Regions from separate parts of the Mus musculus genome. Here region 2 is linked to region 1. Evidence: chromatin contacts called from public HiCAR-type data. All regions are on one chromosome and are shown on one strand. The core of a region is the stretch at or near the end of the contact, and the rest is flanking DNA. Distances in the headings are between cores, read along the strand shown.

The links. HiCAR-type assays count read pairs that join an accessible place to other places.
Region 2: a HiCAR-type map of fibro-adipogenic progenitors shows a contact between it and region 1, with 4 times the contacts expected there. The contact joins two enhancer-like sites. A contact is called at or near these places in 1 of 484 Hi-C or Micro-C datasets (uterus), 1 of 115 datasets of contacts at active chromatin or transcription factors (fibro-adipogenic progenitors) and 1 of 9 other capture datasets (embryonic stem cells).

The regions. Positions count from the first base shown.
Region 1 is chr13:101,090,550-101,094,799 of GRCm38.p6, forward strand. No RefSeq gene overlaps it. Among named protein-coding and RNA genes, the nearest start is that of Gm41042, 95 kb to the left of the region's middle. Within about 2 kb of position 1,917, at least 59 of the 459 cell types and tissues checked have an H3K27ac peak or open chromatin away from gene starts, as enhancers often do. A contact at or near this core is called in fibro-adipogenic progenitors, where this site is marked.
Region 2 is chr13:101,437,640-101,441,435 of GRCm38.p6, forward strand. No RefSeq gene overlaps it. Among named protein-coding and RNA genes, the nearest start is that of 4922502H24Rik, 42 kb to the left of the region's middle. Within about 2 kb of position 1,617, at least 26 of the 459 cell types and tissues checked have an H3K27ac peak or open chromatin away from gene starts, as enhancers often do. A contact at or near this core is called in fibro-adipogenic progenitors, where this site is marked.

The sequences.
Region 1 (4,250 bases), core at 667-3,166:
TCTGGCCTCAGTGGGAGAGGATATGCCTATTCTCGCTGAGACTTTATGTGCTTAGGTGGGGTAATATCTTGATATTACCTTGGGGTGGGTGTTACCTTCTCATCAGAGATGGGAATGGGGCAAGTAATATGGGAGGAGTGACAGGGAATGGGTCAGTGAGTAGGATGTAAAGTGAATAAATAAAAAGATAGCAAATAAATAAATTTCAAAGATAGTTGCCTTGGTCATGGTGTTTCTTCACAGCAATGGAAACCCTAACTAAGACACTTAGACTCTTGCTTATCCACCTTTGTTGGTGCATACTTGTCCTCAGTGTCCTTAATACATCAGTTGACATTATAATGTAATTCCCAAATTGGGACTTTTTGAGAGTGCAATAGTACACTGTGACTAATTGATCCACGGACAGTTTGTATAAGCCAAGATTGTGGGAGGCAAACATGAGCTAGTGCCATTACAGAGATGCTACAGAGATGAAGTGAAGGGATGCTACTCAGTTGTCTCTCACTCTCTGTAGGGGATGGCTGCAGGAATCCTTCCTTACCTGCCACGAATATAAGTATCTGCAGATGCTCAAATTGCTTACAGAAAACGGTTTGGTATTTGTATGTTAACATATGTGCCCCCCCATAAGTTTCAAATCACCTACCAATTATTATTATTATTATTATTTTTTGTGATGGTAAGAGTTTATTATCTTGGTACTCCTTGGAGTCTAAAGCAGGAGGGTGGAGAGTTCAAGGTCATCCTTGGCTACATCCTTGGCAAGCCAACCTGGGCTACAAGAGGAGGGGGGAGGGGCAGGTAAAACTTTGGTCTATCTAAATTAACACTTCATTATAATTTCAAAGCTTTCCCTTATTTAAGAAACTTTAGCCAACCTCAAGCTCTGAGATTTGCTAATCTCTTCCTTTATCTTGAGCAGTGCTTCTCAGCCTGTGGGTCAAGGTCCCTTTGGGTAGCCTGAATGACCTCTTCATATCACCTACCAATTATTGACAACACATAGTATACATTGTAAGCTGTTTTGCTGTATTATTTAGGGATTTACAAATACAAGCTCAGTGTAGATGCATTCTTTAATCAGCTTTGCTTGTCCTAAAACAGGGCCTCACTATATAGCTCAGACTAGCCTTGAAGTCATGATCCTCCTGCCTCAGGCCCCACATGATCTCATGCTTATTTTATTTTCTGAATAATTTTGACCCAAGTTTGATTGAATCTGTGGATGGAAAGCCTGTAGATTAAGATTGCCAACTATAATTTTTTTTTCATCAATTTGAAGTTGTAATTTTGCCACAGAAGGTAATGAGCTTCCTTCTGATTGCTAGACCTTCCTTTTTGGTCTTTTTTGAGGGCCCTCTCCAAGGCTGTAGGGAAAAAGCCTTATTGATGTCTCTACTGGTGCCAGGCTGGGTGGCAATGTGGGTAGTACCTGGGTTATTTCTAGCATTGCCTTTGATTAGAAATTAGAATCATAGGAAAGTCCTTGCAAAGATAGTCTCTTTAGTGTCTTCAGATCCTCTCATTGTTGTAAAAGAATTAAACCATGTCTAGGCTCCAGGAAGAGACTGTAAAGTCCTAATAGACTCAGAGTGGATGATACAGATCCTTAGAGGACATAGATCCTTAGAGGAATAGGCAAGAAAGCATCAGACTAGCCTCCGGACCAAAGGCCATGGGCCCATCAGGGCACCAGCTGCTGCACGAAGCAAATTAAAGGCTTGAGCCACATCACCCGGTGCACACGTGTGGTTGAAGAACTGGATTTACTTAGCGTTGTACATTTTCTTTATAAACCTTTCATCGGCTAAAAATGTGAAGAGATGCTTCAAAGCGTCGGGCCACCCCGGCAGCCCGGGCTGTGCCTGGAAGCTGCTCCTCCTCATTTGGCTCTGAGCTTTTGGCTTGGATGCAGAGCTTCGGATTAGCTAGCCAATTACCGAGCTGATACTCTGTCTGCCCCTCCAGGGATTTCCCTTCAGACGCTCATGGAAACATTTTGTTTTCCCTGGAAGAACAGTTCGGTCAGCCTTTGGGTAACCACCTTTTGTAGTCTGTGCCAGAGCTTGGATTGATTTCTACAGCCTGGACAAGCCCTTTCTTCCTCGCTGTTCTAGTACAGGGTGTTCCTGCTGGCGATTTATGGGGAGCACTCTCGTGCCCTCTAACCTGGTGACCGTACTGTTACTGAAAACAAAGGTGTTTCTCAAAGCGTTTACCTCTTTATGCACATTCATAAATGTGAGCATGTGTATTTTTACTTTGCTAAAGAACAGGGAGGTACATTTTTTTTTTTTTAAAGAAACCTCCTCTAGGATTAAGCGGTGTTCTTATGATTCCAGTTATACGCCCTGGCATCTGGGGCTTATTTATTACTTAATGACTCAGATTGACACCTCGCTGAGCCAGACTTTCGTGTATCCGGCAGAGACAATGGCCAATTCCATCACAGATGAATTATGCCTCTAAGTCTGATGGCTCCCGCAGGTGAAAGGCGGTGGTTGGAGATCACAGGCCCAGTGCTTCGCCAGCCTTAAGAATGATTGTCTCAGAGAAGTTAGATCCAAGGAACGTGAGTTCAGTTCAGTGGTGCACGATTTGTAAGGTCTTACCAAGTAAGAGGTAAAGTATGAACCGAGACCAAAACGAACCTTCACTGCCACCTGTACTGACCCCACTGCCACCTGTACTGACCCCACTGCCACCTGTACTGACCCCACTGCCACCTGTACTGACCCCACTGCCATCTGTACTGTCCCTACTGCCACCTGTACTGTCCCACTGCCACCTGTACTGTCCCTTCTGCCACCTGTACTGTCCCACTGCCACCTGTACTGTCCCTACTGCCACCTGTACTGTCCCTACTGCCACCTGTACTGTTCTCACTGTCACCTGTACTGTCCCCACTGCTACCTGTACTGTCCCTACTGCCACCTGTACTGTCCCACTGCCACCTGTACTGTCCCTACTGCCACCTGTACTGTCCCACTGCCACCTGTACTGTCCCTACTGCCACCTGTACTGTCCCTACTGCCACCTGTACTGTCCCTACTGCCACCTGTATTGTCCCCACTGCTACCTGTACTTTCCCCACTGCCACCCACTTTTCTGTATTGAGAAAGGAAAACTTTTCATTGCTCTGGTGGTAGTGTTTGATTTTTTTTTTTCTTTTGGCCTGAGCTTCTGAACCCTTCATTGAAATGCTCCTGCTACCCTACCAAATGGCTGCTTGGAGTGATGTATGCCATGGTACTGAGAGCTACCTTAGATAGGTTTTCCTGTAGTGATTAAACATTCCAGCCAAAAGCATCTTAAGGAGGAAAGGGTTTATGGGCTCACAGCTCCAGAGGACTAGAGACTGTAATGACAGGGACTGCAAGCAGGTGGCGGCGTGCAAAGCTGGCTGATCACATATTAGTAGTATACAGTAAGCAGAGAGAGCAGCAGGAAGTGATGCGAGCACATAAGCCCCAACCCCACCCCTAGGGAAGGACTTCTGCAGCAAGGCTGCACCTTTAAAGGTTCTATAACCTCCTCAAATAGCACTACCAACTGCAGACCGATTGTGCACATACATGAGCCTGGGGGGTGGGGGGGGAGAGGGCTGGGGAGGGAGACATTCTTTTTCAGTTTGTAATGACACCCTGTTGCTTCGTGTGAACGATCTTTGATCCACCTCATTTATTGACTTATCAGTCCTGCTGTTCACTCATTCTCATAGCATTTATGAAATATCTGCAATTTAGTGCTAGGAAATTGTGATAAATGACACTATCCATTTTGGCTGATGATATAATAACACACCCAGAAAACCATGGAGAAACAAATAGAAGTTCCTAAGAATAAGTTAGTTTTTTTTTTTTTTGTAAGATGGCTGGATCAATAATAATTTAAAGTGAAAAGTTTTTTTCTCTTTATACTAAAAATTAAACTAGAAACAGAAATGGAGGGCAGTGCTTTGTTCAACGTAACAACATGCTATATAATTATACATCATTTTAAACACTGTGAAAGGGTTGTGTAAGGAAGTAAGGGAGATTAAGATCCTGATGAGGAGTGTGAGATAAACCCAAACAGATCGATCTGCATGCCACAGTTCTACCTGGAGTGCCACCACCATAAACACCCAGAGCTGCCCAATATGTTTATTATAATGCCAGTAGATCCCAACTATTCTTATGTGGAATAAAATCATGTAAAATTCATATGAAAATAAATGTCTTTTTGAAATGATGAGAAAAATAAAG
Region 2 (3,796 bases), core at 367-2,866, 350 kb after region 1:
AATCTTGCTAGTGTATGCAATGGTGTCAGCGTTTGATTCTACCTCACACCAGTCAGAATGGCTTTGAGCATTCTAAGTAAGTGTTCTACCTCTAACTGCACCCGCTCCCCTAACTGCAACCTCAGTAGAATAGTGAAGAAGAACTTGGGCACTGAAGACAGCTCACACTGTGAGGCTCTCTGGAGATCCTCAGAGGAAAGAAAGCATTGAGTGTCCTGAGTTAGAAGCAGGGCTCTTATTACATAGAGATTGGAATGAATTCTGATGAATGCTGTGGCTCCATTATCTTGGCTGTTTCTTCAGTGAGACAAAATCTCCAATAGAGGATGCCATTTGGTGATTTACAGGACTCCGTGATACTGGCAATCATTTATGACTAGGGAAAGCAAGAAAGGTAAGCCACTTGTAGGAGACTTCTCCAACCTAAGTATTGCTTAAACACATGGCTTGATTTGTTACTCTGTAAATGAAGAGGTTGCCCCTTCCAAGTATGAACTTTTGAACTCTTTGAGCATTTTAAAATTTAAGAGGAAGGAAGCATCCATCTGCGCTGAGACTCCAGAAAGCTGGGCAGTGGGCTGGGTCTTAAACGTAAGGCAGAGCATCAATTCTTGGAGAAGGCAAGGGAACACTGGGGAGGCAGATGTCTTGGGTAGAACTTGAGAGAAGGTATTTAGGTGGACTCCACCCACATGGATTTTGGTCTTGGAAGATTCTGATATACACTCTTGCCTTTGAGGTTGCTCTGTGGATAAAACTCCTGAGAGTTTTCAGTACCATTAAAAATGATGTGGTTTTGAAGGTAGACCCAACTGGCCTTCTTACAGAAGAATTATGGATCTTTGAAGGGACATTATGTCACTGCAACCTTTCTTTAGAAATGACTAGTAGGCAGACTTAGGAGAGCAAAGGCAACTAGAGCAAAAGCTATAAAAATTAATTCAGCATTGCCTTGTGAAATTTAATATACCATGGTTGGGGCTTGTGAGTATCTCATTTTTTCCCTTTCTCTTAAGTAAATGTCTGGGTAGGGTCCATGTGAAGCAAGAGAAAGCCAAAGATACATGGCTTCCAAACTGTAGAATAACCCACAGGACCTCAGTAGACATCTCTCATTTTAGTAGCCTGCTATCGCAATTAGCCAAACCAAAGTTCTCTTTCTTGAGAAGAATTCATTTGGCAGTGGTGGATGGGAATGTTGGGTGGGTGGGTAGCTGTCCTGACTGAGATGGTTAGGGTATATGTTGGGATAGTGGATCTGCATGCTATGGGACACTTGACAATGGTGGCAAAGAAGCAGACACATCTCTTGGATCTCAGACTTGGGAGTGTCCAAGCAGAGAGACATCTGTCCCACAGGATGTATGTCAAGCCTGTTTGGGCCCTGTGGCTAGGAAACTCTTCATTTATCTGAAGGAAAGAAAAGTGCAGCAGCCTGTCTGTCTGTGAAAAGCAGATAATTGTGGCCCCAGGAAGGAAGAGCCTGTTCCCAATAGCTAAGTGGAGCGTGGAGCCCTGGCAGGGAGAAGCCAGAGAAGCGAGTCTGGGCTGAGGGCCATGGCTACACCACAGGAGCATCAGTGTTCCACCCTCTCTCCTCCTCTGTCTGGTTGGGAACACAAAGAGAAAGAGGGTGGGGCGGGAGGGCTTGGCCTCTCTCTCTGCAGAGGTCGGTCCACTGACCTCAAACGATTACTGCATTTAATGAATTGCAGCTTGTAAAAGGCTTTGAAGCTAGACGGCAGAGCCTGAACATGGTGGATTCTTTTTCTTAAAGTCATTTTGGTCTAGGATTTGAAAAATAGAATGCTTCTTGAGCATAGAGTGGCAGGCAAGGCTGCGAGCCTCCACCTCCTCCACTTGCACGAACTTGTTCCTTTTCGTTTTTTTTTCCCCCATGAACCACAAAGTGTGGATGAACCAACGTACAAGAAGACAATGGCTTTGACATTTAGGCAGGAGGTGGGGATATACTTCAGGGGCTTCCATCAGAGCAATAACAATTAGCCCCATTAGCTTGTGCACAACCCATCAATGTAAGGAGCATATAAACAGGGCAAATCCCTGTGGTGCCCTTGGGAACATCTCTCCATGCTTGAACCATCTCACCAAACAGATGTAAAAAGATCATATGGTGTGTTATTGTCAGTAACAATTAACCTCAATTACTACCCAATTGTCCCTCATATAGTTGCATGGAATTGGGTCTGGGAGGATCCTGGCCTGGGCTCTGGGCTCCTCACCACCGTTACCCAGTAGACAGAGATTGTTTGGGGGGGGGCATTTTCAGACATGGTACAAATCCTGCTTATTATTATTTGCTGCCAACGATAAAAGGAGTAGCAGGTGTGCCCCCACAGCTCACCCTCTATTGCCTGGACACCGTGACACCATCTCTCTGGCTCTATGCTGCTAATGAACCAGAGAAAAGCAGGCAAGCTGAGAAAGCAAATAATCCTCCCGGCTGTTTGCAGCAACTTGGAAGTGTAAAGTTGAGCCCAGCTTTTCACTTTACACAGTCCCTTTCTCAGAAGCAGCCCTGGCCGATAGCTTGCTAACCCACCTCTAGTTTACTTAGGATGTTACCAAGGTATTTTGTGTTTGTAGCTTCCCTTATTAGCATAAAATCCACGTTGCCACAGACATCAGAATAATTACATGCCTGTTCTGTGGAGGCATTAGACGTCTCTCCCCTTCATCTCTACCCTCCTTTCACTTTCTTCATCCTTCAGTCTCATCTTTTCCCCTTTCTGTTACTACTCCTGCCATCCCCAGCCATAGCTTTGCTGTTCTATGTATTTGTAAACTTTATACTATGTAATGGCATTGCTCATCCTAGTTCCTCCTTAGCAGGACTGAACTCATAGCATCTTCTGCTTGTGCTTGCTCACATTTCCACTGTCTATAGTCTTAGTCATGTGACCTCAGGTTCTGCCAACACTGTTAATATGGGAGTCTGTACTGCCCACAGTCCTTGGCTGGGATGCTTTTAGGTTGTGCTCTGATCCACCTTGAAATTCTATTAGTGTGTCTCTCATCACTTCTCAAATTTGTCTCCATTGATTTTTCTCTTAGCTGTTAATATTTGGAAGCGTCCTGGCTATATAAGCCATGCCAACGCCTCTGATAGAGTTTGTGCTACGCCCTTGAGTGAGTTCCCTTTCCTGGTTGTCTGTCTTTGCTGCCTTCACTCATCATAGCACCTTCTAAGAGGTCAGCATGATGGAAAAGAAAGGCAGTTCAACTTCCCACCTTAGCTCAAGTCGATCTGGGAGATTACACAACTTCTGAGCCTGTGTATTTTTTACCATGAAATGAGTGCATAAAAGCCAAACTCTCAAGAGCAGTTACAATAACTCATTTGAGGAGCATAGCTAAGACCCCTAACTCAGTGCCTGGAGTCCAAAAGATGCTCTTTTTATGGCCGTTTAAAGCAATTATGTTCACTTTATAAATTCTTAAGGAAAAACTCCCTTGTAAATCTTTCAATACAGGTAGAGAAGCAGAGGCAAGCAGAGCTCTGTACGATTGAGGACAACCTGCTCTACACAGTGAGTTACAGGACAGCCATAGTCTTCAAACAAAAATAGCAAAACCTTACTCAACAGGTAGACATTGAAGCTCTATGTCCCACTCTTACTTTTTCCTAGGCTTTTGTGTGAAGCATAAATCATCTTTTTGTCCACAGTATCTCCACAACAGCTATGGAAACATGAAAACCTTATCTACTCAGGGGCTCAGGCAATTGTTGGATAGAATTATAGCCTGTTGTGAATGGTCTCCCAATCCCAGATGA